Regions from separate parts of the Oryzias latipes genome. Here region 2 is linked to region 1. The links are chromatin contacts, called in public Hi-C maps. All regions are on one chromosome and are shown on one strand. The core of a region is the stretch at or near the end of the contact, and the rest is flanking DNA. Distances in the headings are between cores, read along the strand shown. Region 1 holds the start of mest (mesoderm-specific transcript homolog protein). Region 2 holds the start of LOC101166920.

Region 1 (4,219 bases), core at 813-3,312:
TACAACATTTTGGTTGGGTTAGAAGTCAACTCTCCTTCAGATGCTTGGTAAATATGGATCTAGTCTTTTTTTGTTTGTTTTAACTAACCATTAAACCTAATTTATTTAAAGAAATCTACAAAAAAAAAAAAACAACCCAACCTCCTTATTTCTGACTTTGTATTTAGGTAGCAAAACATTGTTTTTGGGAAAATACAACTGAAGTGTTTTTATATTTTCACCTTTGATTTGTGGCTTTAACAAAAAGTTTGACACACTTTAAAGTTCTGGTTTGTTGCCGTTTTTGAACATCCAAAAACCCAGAAGAGAGGGACTTTTATTTTTTAAAGCCTGTCCACAAGAGCCCTTTCACAATAAATGTCTCTGCATTTGGTTTGTGATATACTTTTGAAATCTGATGTACTGGAAAACACTAAAGGATTGGACACTTGCATTTTTCACAAATAAAGACTAGGCATACACTGGTATCTATCTGCACAGGGTACTTTATTTCGTAATGTCTCCTGGGAGAAAAAAAAAGAATTTTGATACAAATCTTAAAATTATAACTTTGTACTTTTTTGACGACGTACATAAGCAGTTTGAACTATTTAGGATATGAGGGAGGGTTTTGGCCACTAAAATGTGTTTTGTTCTGGAATATTTATCTCAGGGTGCAAATGATGCGAAACAACAGGCCTCTTTTAGTCTGCATATTGACACTGAAATTTAAGAAGGTGCTGGCCCGCCACGACCTGAGGCTGCTGGCTGTAAACCCCCCTGCAGCCTCACCCGAAGGGCCACGTTCAGAGGAAGCAGTGAAAATGCTCAGTCATAACTTTTTCAGTTTGTTTTCCTTGTTTTACAGGTGACAAAACAGCCTACAGAGTGAGACAATTGAATCAATGACAGGTTTCCATATGAGGAGTTTGTTCTGTAGCTTCTTCCTGTAATGGGAATGAATGTTTTTCCATCTGTTTTATGGATTATTTTTTTATCTTTTAACATTTGGAAATAAAATTAATCCATGTCTGTTTATCTCTAGCATTTTAAATGGATATCGTGATTGGATTTACATTTGAAACTTGTCGAGTAATGTGTATGGTTTTTAAAAATAAAATATGTATTTAGCCTAAATGCAGGGCCATGTTTTCTTCCACTAACACTACGGCTTAACTTTTATTCACAAGTTTATGATAATTATGACGACTGCGACTCCCTGGATGTGGCTGCAGGAGAAACAGTTGAAGAGATGAATAACATGAATGGTAACTAAGCATTTTAAGTATTTTATGCATTACTCTTCTGTTTTATTGCGTGGATTTCTGTGTGATGTGTACATGGCAAAATATTTCTCCTAACGTGGATGAATAAAGTATTATCCATCTACCAAAAAGCCTTAACCTCCAAAGACATCAAAGGTGAACTCCAAGGTCAAGGTATTGATGTCAGATCACAACGCTTGCCATTGTTTAGGTCACAATGGACTTTTTGGGAGAAAACCAAAGAGCAAAAAGGCACTGAAAGCAAATAAGATGCCCATCTGACACAGGAATCTACTGGAATTTTGCAGAACATAATAAAATATATTGACCATCAATGCCTTCTGGAGCGTCGGGAAGGTAAGTCATGGCTCTTCCAACAGGAGAATGACCCAAAACAATACCTATGAATTTGATCATTTACATCCAAACAATTTTGTTTTTGTTTGAGGACTGGACCAAAATACCCGTTTACAGATCATTGACAGAAACGGTCAACGTTTTATGCAGTGACGACCTCCAAACAGTCATATTTTAAATAAATGTTAATAAATGATCATTTTATTTTTTTATAATTCTTTTATACAGAAATTTGAAAAAAAAATACAATGTTAGATTTTTTTTATTGTTTTTACGTTTCCATACATGAAGGTCGAATATTAAATGACAGTAATTTTGAAAAATTTTGACTGAAAACGTTTTGTTCAGCAATGAGCTTATGGCTAACTGCTATAACACATCCAAACCAGCAGGTGGCAGTAAACGTCTCCTTCGTGCTTCTCTCGCCACTTCAAAGATCATCTATTAACAGGATATGTCACTTCTTCCTGATTGACTCGTTCCGACGCTAAAGGAAATTTGCTTGGAAAACCGTACTCGAAGACAACGACAGAGTTAGACCTCATAATTTTACTTCTCTTCGACGGAAAAGCCTTGTTCCTTTCAGCCTCTTAGGAATTTCCTTTGCCGCTGCAGTGAGTAAAGGTCCGCTGAGGACACAGCGAGTCATTTCAGTAAGTGCAGCGGTTTCTCTGTCTCTAGGGGCCGGAAACTGGTTGTGGTGGTTTCCTGCTAACTTTTCAGCTCTGTGTTTTTTGTTGTGGTTCTTTACCGGTATCGAGGCTTCAGAAAACCTTCAGACTAGGAGTCATGTGGCACTGATTAAACTAAAGATTTAGCTCTGTTAGTTCTCCGTTTACCTGTGTTTCCACCTGTCAGAGGCGGGAATGAGACCCCCCCACCGCTGAGGTCACGATGAGAGAATGGTGGATCCATGTGGGTTTGATCTGCGTCCCGCTGGTGGCCGTCTACCTGCACATCCCGCCCCCTCAGCTCTCACCTGCCTTGCAGAAGTGGCACAACGCCGGGCAGGTCTTCCACTTCCGAGGCAGCAGAATCTTCTACAGAGGTAACCCGGCGCTGGTAAACACGCTTGTCTGTCATCCCAGACGTGTCTGCTTCACCGTGTCCCTCCTAGAATCCTATGGTGCTCTGGGAAGCTCAGATGTTGTGATTCTTCTCCATGGATTTCCCACGTCCAGCTATGATTGGAACAAGGTGCTCACCGCGCATGCGCAGCAGCATGTGCCTAGAAATAATGACTCCCTTTATTCTGAGCTCTGAAGCTGATCTGCTTCTGTTCCGTCAGATTTGGGATCCCCTCGCTCAGCGCTTCCACAGAGTCATTGCCCTGGATTTCCTAGGTTTTGGCTTCAGCGACAAGCCGGTGAGCAGCCTATCTGCTTCTCTGGTTGGAGCTCCATCACTCATGCATTCTTGTGATGTCACAGAGACCCCACAGGTACTCCATCTTTGAGCAGGCCAGTTTAGTGGAGGCCCTGGTGGCCCATTTGGGCCTCGGCAATCAGCGTGTGAATCTGGTTTCCCATGACTACGGGGATACTGTCGCTCTGGAGCTGCTGTACAGGTAACCGTCTAATTACATCAGATCAGCACTTCATCGTCAAGCAAACGCCAGTCTCTCAGTTGGTGTTGGTCTCTGCAGGAGTGACCACAATCGCACCGGCCACCTGACCTTAAACAGTCTTTGTCTTTCTAACGGAGGTACTGTTCAGTTTAAAAGTTGACTTTCCTTCTGTTGTGTTATTGGAAACAACCGAATGTCGAACCTGTTATTCAATGGAAAGATTTGAGGCAAACTTATCTAAAACCTTTTGAAGGTCACTCTGCTGGAAATCAGTGTCAATTGTAGCATTTTTCACATGATGGAGAACATGTATTAAGAAAATTAAGCTTAAAAAAGCATTTCAGAGTGTTACGGAAATGCTTTTTTTAATTGTTTATGTATGACTCCATAACGCATACAAAAAACTCCCTGTAGCTGTGAGTTGGGTACCACAGTTGGGCCACAGGCCCCTCTGCTCTGCTCCATTCCAATGAATTAAAAGACCAATGGGAACGCTTTGAAAATAGATCAAAAGAAGGTTGGAGAGGGACTTTAAAAGATGGCCAATCTGCTGAAATATGAGATCTAATTATAATCACGTTTTTCAGATTGTCTTTACATTAAGGGCAGATGGTCATGAAAAGAAACCCAAATGAACAGTTAACTGAGCATTGAGGTCAGACTGCAGGTGTTTCACTCCTTTGGGATTCATTAATTTAAGTCCCACTCCGATCATCTTCTGATCTATTTTGACATGGAAGTAGTTAATCAGAAATTCACCTCTGCTTTGTGGAAGGGACAGTCGGCACAGAACAACTCCACTCCCCCTTCCCGTCACCTCAACTTCATTTTTTTTGTCTGCTGGATAAGGATTTGAAACGCAATTCTAAGCTTCATTTTCCTCTATCAGAAAGAACATGTTAAAAACACAATTTTCATCTGGAACCAGTTTTTTTATATATTTTGTCTTCTCAGGACTTTTTCCAGAAACACATCACCCCCGTTTGCTCCAGAGGGTGAGCCACCTTCATCTTCTCCGTCCTGCCTCTCGACCTCGGATGGGAAATGATGG
Region 2 (4,633 bases), core at 1,000-3,499, 170 kb before region 1:
TCTATGTGAAAAACACCCAGGCAGTCCTTTAAGTTTCTGTTTCAGCAGGAACGGATGTGTGGGAGTCAGACTTTTACCACACTCTGGTAAGAGGTATTTAGTATCACTAAAGTTAAAAAGAGACTTTTTCACTATGAGTCTAGATGTTTAATTCTTTGTTTCCCTATGATGGACTGGCAGCCATTTGAGAAAACATCACATTCTGCAAAAAAAAAATATTTATATATATATATATATATATATATATATATATATATATATATATATATATATATATATATATATATATATATATATATATTAAGTGTTTTTATTTAAGCTTCTGCTACAGTAAATGCTTTAAAGTCAAGTAAAAGTTATAGTTTCTAATATTCTAATAAGACATATATATAAAGCTATAATTCTGTTGGAAATCTTGAATCTGAAAAGATACCTCTTAAACTGTTATTCTTGCAACTTTTGCAATTTGCCTTTTACAATCTGAAACTTTTCAGAACTAAAACTACATCTACATTTTTGATGCATGTATTCCTCATTTATCCTTTGTGCTATCTTAGATGACCCCACCTTTACATTGACGTGTTCTCCCTACCATGACAAAGGTGGATAAAGGTGGTAAGATTTCATGTAATCCACGGACACCTGTGAAGATCACAAATCATTGAAGAAAAAGGGTTCAGCGCACTGCCTATCTATGCCTAGGATAGCACAAGGGTTACAGTAAGTATCACAAATGAGGGATACATGCAGACTCATTTATGATAAGTATTTTGTCATTGTTTTGTCACTTTAACCTAAAGTTAAAGTGTTTAAAGGAAAAACAGTGATTGAAAGTGGTGCTATTATCTCTTCAAAGACAACATGCAGGCCAACATGCTGAAAGAGGGATGTTCAGAGACACTCAGAAACCATGAGGGTCCTTCTGTGAAAGAGACACCAACAAGAGAGAATCTGTACTGGTAACATAAGAAGAGCCCTATCATCTGAACGCTGCCCTCTTCAGAAACAATCTATGCTTCTGTGGAAGGTCATGAGGGCAGAACGAGTGTAAGAGTGCGCCATCTAGTGGCAAAGAGGCAAAGTACTTAAATTAATCTGTGTCCGTGTTTTTTTTTTTTTTTTTTTTTTTTTTTTTATTTGATTTGTTTATTTCAAGCGTTAATTGTAGACAATACAAGAAAAACACACACATTTATCAAACTCAATTCAGAAATGATGAAATGCGTCGATGAAAAAACACAAACAAAGACACACTTAAGTCACATTTTCTTAATTAAATATGGTGATCATTTACTAATGTCATGTAGAGCATGATTTATTGCTTAAAAATGAGCGGGAAGAAGAGACTTTATATAATCCAATCCCTACTGAGTTCATTAATTTTATAGTTTTACATAGTTTTTGTAATCCGGTTCTGATCAGATCGAGTTTTATTTTGTCTTGTGTTTTCCCATCATGCTGGCCTTGGATTTTACCCTGCACAGACTTATTTAGGATCATTTAAACCCAATGGACAGAATGTGTACCTTTTTGTAAACTTTCACCTGAAACGGATACTCTTTTAGTTGTATTTATTTATTTTGTTATTTATCTGGCCTTGCCCCCTTTCTCAATCTTTTGGGCAGATATTTTTTAAATTCCTTTTGTTTGTGAAATCTCCTTTTCTGTGCCTGAGTATTGTTTGGCTTCCATCAACGTAAGAATATGCCATTTGAATTTTTTGAATAAACTTACTCCTACTCCTTGCAACTTCTTTATATTCACAAGTGTATTTTATACTAAAAAAATTATTTTCTTTTTTTCTGTTTCTTGGTTTATGTCAGAGAATATTTTGAATTATTTATCTTTTAAGAAAACCAAAAATCTTTCAAATGTTCTGAAATTTCTTCCTAACATAAAATTGTTGAACATTTTATATTTGTAATGTTTTTTCAAATATTGTATACATTTATACTCTGTACTTTTATTTAATCAATCCTACCCCACTTACTCTTTTATTGTTTTTTTTTCCCCTGTTTATATGTTTCTATTAATGTACAGCGCAATTTGATATTTTATATTGTAGCTGACATTTTAAATAAAGTATTTGGGGGTGAAATTATCATCCCGGCCTTTTGTTATTTTACTCTCAGTTTGGCTCTTTTTTATTCTCACTCCACAACGCTAGGGGGCAGTAAGAACAGTATTACACTCACAATGATTCCACCTTGAAACAAAGAATTGTGGGTATTTTTTGGGTGGTTCAAAGACGTGAGTGGTACGTTGAACGACATATTTTCTGTGGCGATAGTCGAAGGCAGGTCGTCGTGCTTTTACGGCGTACTTCTTTGTTTTTGGAGACTTTTAGTCGATTTATTGTTTTTTTTTTAAAAGGTAGTAGTAGTTGTTTCCTTTTTTACAAAAGTGGAAGATTCTGTTTTTTTGCTTCTGATCAATATTTTTTTTACCGAACAACGAAGTTTGTCGAGTCATCTCGGGATACTTTTCTCGTCAGATTTCCGACGAAAACTGGTGGGCATGTGCAGAAAAAACATGGAAACATCAACAACTATCAAGACCGACTTTCTTCAATCTACTAAACACGAGTGTAAACTTTTCAGTTTATACACGAAGGACAACGAGGCCTTCAAGCCCCAGCGCCTCCCAAGTAAGGCGGCCATTCGGAGACAGCGACGCAGAGACTTGAAGCGGGCCCAGCTTGCTGAACTCGCCGGATTTTTCCTGCTCAAAAACAAGACGGGCAAGTGTACGAGACTATCCGGCTATCTTCCCAGCGGCGCCATGGCCCCCGCTAACACCACGCAGTATCTGATGAGCAACGTGTACGAAGACATGCAGTTGGACCGTCCAATGGACGTTGTTCCGCCTGTTTTACACAAAACCAACGCTCTCAAGTACAGCGACTGCTTGTCTCCTCACAGCATGGAGTCAGACTCGGATTTCGATGACTGTCTTGCGTTTCAACAGAGGAACTTCGAGGAAGCTTTCGACCTCGTCTAGAAACTGGAATCTGGTCTACGTGGCCTAGTGAAACAGCGCTCGTCTCTACAGTAGTTACGTCACGAGGACATGTGCTAAAGGTGTGGAGAAATAACTATGAAAGTACTGACAAAGTGTGTCATGTGTGTTGTGACATGTTTTGTAGCCCAGGTCATGCACTTTAAGCCTGAAATGTGTGATTCATGGTTGGGCTCTTTGTCTCACAGCGGCGCTTTGGACGCTTCCCATCCACTAGGGGGCGCTCTGTCGCTGCGTGGCGTCACTCACAGGAATCAGCGGCACGCCACTCGAGTTGTGGGTCCCGCCCGAGGGTTATGGGCTCAAGGTAAACCGAGGCAGGTATTTTGGGGTTGCTGCATAATCACTGATGGAATTCGGTGATGATGTGAACCACTGCCGCAGGTAAAGGTTCTTTCCGCAGTTACTGTTGTCTGAGCGTTTTCCAGGTCGCCCCTGCCGGCTGAGAGAGGGATTACAGAGCAACGTTGCCTGACTCTTTGTGACGTCGCCTACTTTCCTAAAGCTGGACTGGAGGTTGTGACATCGACATATTTAATTAAATGTAAATAAAAATAATCTGTACAATAAAAGCTTTTAAACTTGTATTTGAAACTGTTCAATGAGTCTTTCATACACACAATGATACATAGGGCGACATTTATTCAGTCCAGTTTAAATCATACTGAATCAGATTGCAGTTATTTTTGAACTTTTCCTTAACTCGTATTAGAATTTTTATTCACTTTCTATTGAGTAATCACTGAATGTGCAGACATTGTTCTGCACTGTATGTTGCATACTATTTTTTTCATAAAAAATTTGTTTTAAATTTCATTTAACATAAGGCAGTATTGCACTATGGCTTTAAGGTAAAAGATTGTGCAACAGCTTTTTTTTAAATATAAAGTCCAATGTTTGAGGGATTTGCTACCTGAGCCTCCAAAGCCACACGTGGAACTTCTATCCATTATTTCTGTTTTTAAAAAGGAAAATCACTTTAGATGAACAATGGGTAATTTAGTTTTGTCATTTAAATTACTTACAATATCCCAAGTGGTATATTGTCCCATTCTTGTGTTATGTTTTTTATGCAATTCTATAATATTAACCATTGTGCTACCTTAGATGACCCCACCCTTACATTGACGTGTTATCCCTACAATGATAAAGGTGGAAACATTTCATGTAATCCATGGACACCAGTGAGGAAAAAGATTCAGCGCACTGTCTAGTGGGTCTAGATGACCCAACTCCCAATGTTAAAGTGCCTGGGATAGCACAAGGGTGTACATTAGTAAGAAAGTAAAAGAAGGAAGGTGCACCACAGTCATGATAGAAAATGCCATGTTTTGCTCGTCAAATGAGATAGAGGGTCATATTTGACACAGGGTGGGCTTTAGTTTCTTAGGAAGTTTAATTACCTGCTGGCAGAAGTAAAGCGAGGAAAACAAGGGAGTTGGACGACAGTGCTGTTAGCTGATTTTTGGAAAGGTGGTTTTATGTGTTATAAAGATTCTTTTCATTTGAATGCGTGGTCCATTTATAGATAATCTGGAATTAATTTTAAACTCATAATTCCCAAATATCTTCTGGTAATTAAGATAGTATGTGGTTTCAATGGTATATTAGGTAT

What was found. A called contact is a pair of places that touch in the nucleus more often than the background predicts.
Region 2: a contact with region 1 is called in a Hi-C map of embryo, with 2.7 times the contacts expected there. The contact joins the promoter of LOC101166920 here to the promoter of mest in region 1. A contact is called at or near these places in 3 of 5 Hi-C or Micro-C datasets (embryo and fibroblasts).

Annotation. Positions count from the first base shown.
Region 1 is chr23:15,474,816-15,479,034 of ASM223467v1, reverse strand. It overlaps mest (mesoderm-specific transcript homolog protein), which reads left to right and starts at 2,062. Exons shown (of 12, transcript XM_004083043.4): 1 at 2,062-2,254; 2 at 2,460-2,649; 3 at 2,719-2,798; 4 at 2,890-2,967; 5 at 3,032-3,168; 6 at 3,247-3,305; 7 at 4,123-4,163. The coding sequence starts at 2,496. atp2b1 (plasma membrane calcium-transporting ATPase 1) reads left to right here. Exons shown (of 20, transcript XM_020714114.2): 20 at 1-1,116.
Region 2 is chr23:15,644,907-15,649,539 of ASM223467v1, reverse strand. LOC101166920 reads left to right here and starts at 2,249. Exons shown (of 3, transcript XR_002293061.2): 1 at 2,249-2,822; 2 at 2,968-3,080; 3 at 3,207-3,605.